2 separate regions of the Mus musculus genome follow, and region 1 is linked to region 2. A link is a contact called in public Micro-C data. All regions are on one chromosome and are shown on one strand. Each heading gives the region's core, a stretch centred on a gene start, on an enhancer-like site or on the middle of the called end of the contact. The rest is flanking DNA. Distances are from core to core; before and after follow the strand shown.

Region 1 (2,700 bases), core at 172-2,671, 310 kb after region 2:
TTCTCTTGTAAGGACCTTCGTAAAGACTCTGGACCACCCACCCATATGGTTCCTGGGTGATGTCTCCTTTTGTGGTCCTGACTATGAGCAGAGCTGGAGCGTCCCCTTTCCCTGTGTTTGCCCACAGATTCGAGGATGCTGGCATGGGATACAGAGAGAGCACTGAGGCAAGCTGGCAGGTTTTAGGTGAGGGTTGGGTTAACCGTGGCTGAGAGGAAGTAGGAGAACGAAGGAAGAAACAGAGCAGACAGGGCTGCCACCTGCCACCTGTCCTTCTCCTCCCAGCCGCCTCCTCACTCCTGCTTGACTCTGTCAGGGGTGTTCTCCCCCCAGGCCCCTGGTTCTCTAGGTTGAGGAGATCGAACCTTTCCTTGCTAGATGCAGGGCCTCTTCCTGGGTACACGAGAGCTTCGGGGTCTTGTTGCACTTCTGGGGAGAGAGCTGGTTGGTTGGGGCTCATACTGCTTACTACAGGGCTGTTCCTTAGCCTTCTCTCCCGACGATGGGCATCTTGGAACCACCCCCTACTAGGAGGGTGACCCAGTATGGCCTGATATTCTAGCTTCCCAGGGTCACCAGAACAGAATGCATCACTCAGAGCTGGCTGCCAAGTGTACCCAATGTCATTTAGGCTGCTGACAGGAGCTCCCCCCTTCAAGTTCCTTCAGCTCTCTTGCCCTCAGTGCTTGCAGAGCGAAGCTGCAGCTCTGGGAAGAAGCGTAGGCAACCAGTTAGCCTCCTGTTGTCCTCTGGGCAGGGCAGCCCTGCTATTGGGTTGTCAGGTAAGGAATGGGTCACTCAGTGAAGGCAGGACCTGGAGAGAAGTCTTATCCTGGAGCCTCGATGCACTCCCATTTGGCCCTCCTTGTACTGACTGAAAGCCTCACAGCTGGGTTTTCCCCATAGAGTATAACACTCCAGTGTTGGGATCTAGGCCCTAACGTGTGTGTGTCCCTGTGAGCCTGTGAGCCACTGCTGAGGTCTGGCCAGGAGGTATAACTGCGGCTAGCTAGCGGGGCACTTAGTCCCACCCCTTTGTCCAGCCACCTCCGCGGGTCCCAGTCCAGAGGTCTTCCTGAAGCAGGAAAGCAGAGTCGCTTTATTGGCTGTCAGGGTCTGAGCTTGGAGAGCTACATACAGAGCCATTTCATGGTGTGAGGAGGACTCTTTGACAATTTTTTTGCTGTGAGTGAGGCCGAGTGGACTGACCACAGGGTCTGGGGTGGATGCTAGGTTGTCTGTCACCTAGTGCCACCTGTCCTGAGCGCGCAGAGTTGTCGCCATGGCAACCTGAACTACGCAACAGCCTTAGGACCTGGGTCCTCTCTTGGCTGGGGTCCGGGCGTCCAGGGGGCGCGGGGCGGAGCCTCGGCCGGAGGCGGTGCCCGCGGCGGAGGGGCGGAGCGCAGCACGGAGCGCCTGGGCCCGGCGCGGAGGCTCGGCGGGGCCGGCCGGCGCGCTGCATCTGGCCGGCCGGGTAAGCGCGGGATGCGAACGGCGGGACAGCAGGAGGCGGGTGGCTGAGCCAAGCGGGTCGGCAGAGCTGGGCGGTAGGCGGCGGCGGCAACGGCAACGGCAGCGGCAGCGGTAGCGGCAGCGGCAGCGGTAGCGACTGCCAGTGGGCCTATACTATTCCCGCCCCCAGGCTGCAGGCCGTGGGCTGGGCAGGGGCAGCTGCATGGCGGCGGGACCAGGCCCAAGCCCCACTGGGGAAACCTTTAGTGGGAAAAGACAAACTGAAACGCAACCTGCTGGGAGCCATTAGACCCTCCTCAACGGGGTTGAGGAGGAGAGGACCCTCCTTCGCCTCAGCCTCTCCTTTGGAGATGCTAAGAGGGTATCTTGCAAAGCGTCAGAGAGAGAGAGAGAGAGACAGGCATTTTAGGGCTTGGAGGCCCTGAATCTCTCTCTGGTGTGAGGCTTGAACAGGGGGCAGGGTTGCTAGGGCATTTGGGCCTGGCGTGGGAGACTCAGGCCAGGTGGACCTGGGCTGGGTCTCTGGGAACATGGCTAGGGCAGAGTGTGGGGGAGGGGTCGTAAGGCTTGGGTTCTGGCTTTCTGAAGGCCGGGCACTCCTCTCTTAGCGGTTGGGGTCTGTCCCATTACCAATTGGCTCGTGACATTTGGTATTTGACAGTGACCGAGCAAGGGAGCGATGGTGTGCAGATGATGGAATGGGTTGGCCAGCAGCAGGCTATTCGGCCTGGACAATTGCTAAGAGGAAGGGAATTCTCAGGTTTTGGCTGTAGCCAATGGAGTTCCAGGTGGGCAGGGGTGGGTCCAGCCTGTGCGTCCTGGGAGAGGAGTACCTACCAGTGGGAGTGAGAGTGGGTGTACCTGACAAGGAGGAGCCCTGCTGTGGGCAGATGACTCCTAAACACCTTATAGAAGCGCACTGAGAACCCCAGGGGTGAATGGAAGAGGCAGAAGCTGAGATGGAGTTTGAGGGTTACTGTGGTGTCACCAGGAGCAGGTTGAATGCATCGCTGTCATGGGTGACACTAAATTTTATGTCTTTGTCTAGACAGGACAGTAAACAGAGCCCTTGTGCCAGGTGCTTTGGAGGAGAGGCCTTGATTGGAAGTGGCTTTGGGTTGGGTGGTGTGAACAAGCTCAGATATCAGGACGCACAATCTGGCCATCTGAGTACCACAGACATGACAGCCAGTGCCAGGAACATAGGGAGAGACTAAATCCCAC
Region 2 (2,700 bases), core at 166-2,665:
TGTCTAGAGCGAACCTGAGTGACCCGCTCTGACTTCCTGAGGTTCCCGCACATGCGCGTCTGGCGGACCGCAGCCTGATGTCCAGGCAGAAATGCTAGGAGCGCACCAAGCCTTCGCCTATGTTGTATTTGCAAAATAACCGGGTGAAGTACGGATTGCTATTGTTCTCAATTTGCAGATTCAGAAATCCAGGTGTAATGCATTCTCACCCAGATGCAGCCCTCCCAACATAGAGTTTTGCACAGAAACCAGTTATTCGTGACACTGGAGACTTGATGACTTGCACAGATCTGTGACAAGGGGAGAAGAGGGCAAGACCAAGAAGAGGCGAGATTCCCGATTGATCCCCTCTCTGTCTGTCCCCTCCCTAGGAAAGATGAGCCTCATAAGCACTCAGGTGGAGTAAGACTAAATCTAACTTCTTTACCCCTAACCACTCCATAGGACCAGCCCCGACTCCCTCCCTTCTGGGAACCCAGTTCTGCCTATCAAACCACTGGACTCATAGGGACCCTCTGAGCACATTGCAGGGGAGTTTCAGGAGGCTTCGTTGTGGTCCCAACAACTTCTACCCTGGGCCTGCTGGGCTAGGGAGGGTAAGATCAGGAAGAGATGGGATTCCCCCCACCCCCACCCCAGATGCACACAAACCTCTTTCCTTCTTCTAGGCCAACCTCCTCAGAGTCCCTCACTCACTGAGTAGGGGAATCCATCTCTGCCAAAGATGCCAGGTGAGGGCTACAAAACAGCCACTAGAGAAAGCCAAGAGGGCAGTGAATTGCAGCCACTTTACCAAATGGTTTGTGCCTCTATCTACCAATCTATGCAAAAGGTTTTATTTCCATGTCACGATGGGACAATACCTGATGAATGTGTCATTGTCGCAGTTTCTGGGAGCAAACCACAGGAGCCCCTACGGAGCCACCTCTCCCGAACCTCCTCAGCAGCTGCTCAGTTGCTTTATCATGATGCTCTGGGCTCTGGGAGCAAGAGAGTGTCAGACTAAGTGTAGACAGACAGGCACAGGTGCATGCTCTTATGCATTAGTCACCAAAGCCTTACCCACGTATTCATGTCCCAAACCATATAGATGGCTATAAATGTCTAGTCCCAGAACCCCTATGCTAGGTCACTGTGGGTTTCCCAAGTTTTGTGTCATAGAAAACGGAGTCTAGGACCAAACACCTCAGCCTGACCCACACCTCCTTCAGCATGGTCACCCGAAGGTCCAAGCTGAGTACGTTCTCCCAGACGAGCAGTGATGAGACCAGCTGGCCTCCTCTGGCACGCGGACATAGGCTGGGAAAGCTAGCCTAAAACCTAAGTCAACACTGCGGCCACCAGGGGGCACCCAGCTCCACAGATAAGGTGGGAGACCATGTTCTTGGAGCCAGAGAGGGCTCCGGAGGCAGAGTGTTGGCTGGGACCTCACATCATCATGACGACTCAGGGAGGTAGTATTGTGATGCCATTCTCCCACTGAGGACACGTGCCAGAGAAAGGGACATCATTGGTCCTGACACTTAGGGCTGGAAGACTTGGGCCTCAGAATTTTCCAAGTTTACCCTGAACCAGCTTGTGTCTAGCTTGCGTCCAGCTTGCTGCATGACTCCAGGAATGTTACTTGACCTTGAGGTTGATGGTGGTGTGAGGAAGCAATAATTGGACCCTGGGACCAGGGGTCTATCCTCAGCCAGTACAGGGGCTTCAGGGCTGCTGTTTACAGGCAGGTTCCTATTACTCAGCGGGAGGAGAGTTTGCAAAACTCCATCGACTCCTATAAAGAACCCCTGCTGCCTGATGCAACTGTAGAATGCCCACCTAACAGTGCCCCCTCCCCACTGTGGCCCTACCAGCCCAGAGCCAGTACAACAGGCAGGAATTGGATTGGCAGTGTGGACCCCCTTTGACCCTCCTGCCTAATGCCATCCAGGGCAGCCAGATTGGGCAAGGCCACCGCCTGGATCTGGCAAAAGTTACCGCCTGCCTCCCAGGCAGCTGGAGCTGAGTGCTGGTAGCGCAGTCTTTCCCACGCTCCGTGATGCCAGTCTTGGCACTCCAGCTCCGCCCCACCCTTGCCTTGCTGGGCCCCGGGCACCCGGAATGTGGCTGAAGATTCTGTCCCCCTGGGCCACAGATTCCTGTCTCAGTGGGTGTGGGCGGAGGCCCGCTTTCCGCCCTTTGATCCCGGCCAACTCCAGCTAGCGGGCCACGCCCAAACCCTGCCAGCCCGGCCCAGGCGCAAGATGGAGGCGGGGCTAGTCTCGACTCCCCAGGCTCTCGAACTCTGGCTCCTAGAGTTCTGGCTCTATCTTGGAGTTCTAGCACCAGCAGTGATTGACTCCTTACTACCCAATGTGCAGCCTGATGCCGGTCAGGGCTGCAGCCAGACAAGGAAATCCGAGACTCTTCTAGTACGGTTTCTCTCGTGGTCGCTGTGAGCTGGGTGGTAGTTTGCCTATCTCCAATCTCTCTCAACAACTAATCCTGGGACATGGGATCGACTAGAGGGAAGGAGAGGCACCCTCTAAGCCCAGGAAGACAAGGGCAGCGTCTCAGAACCCAAGGGGATGGGCTAGTTCCGGAGTCCACCAGAGGTGGTCTCCAGAGGTTATGGGAGCTCCTGAGATGCGCAGCCATCTGGAGAGATCACTTGCCTCAGTTTCCCCATTTACTGGATAGAATGACAGTAATGAATAT

What was found. Hi-C and Micro-C count contacts between places; a contact is called where the count stands out from the background.
Region 1: a Micro-C map of embryonic stem cells shows a contact between it and region 2, with 4 times the contacts expected there. The contact joins the promoter of Tmem121 here to the promoter of 1700127F24Rik in region 2. A contact is called at or near these places in 1 of 39 promoter capture datasets (neural stem cells), 2 of 15 datasets of contacts at CTCF or cohesin (embryonic stem cells and large pre-B cells), 6 of 484 Hi-C or Micro-C datasets (embryonic stem cells and large pre-B cells), 5 of 115 datasets of contacts at active chromatin or transcription factors (double positive thymocytes, embryonic stem cells, memory CD8 T cells and 2 more) and 1 of 9 other capture datasets (liver).

What each region holds. Positions count from the first base shown.
Region 1 is chr12:113,184,482-113,187,181 of GRCm38.p6, forward strand. It overlaps Tmem121 (transmembrane protein 121), which reads left to right and starts at 1,422. Exons shown (of 2, transcript NM_153776.2): 1 at 1,422-1,477.
Region 2 is chr12:112,874,411-112,877,110 of GRCm38.p6, forward strand. It overlaps 1700127F24Rik (a long non-coding RNA gene), which reads right to left and starts at 1,416. Exons shown (of 6, transcript XR_873068.2): 1 at 1,203-1,416; 2 at 864-980; 3 at 652-752; 4 at 1-290.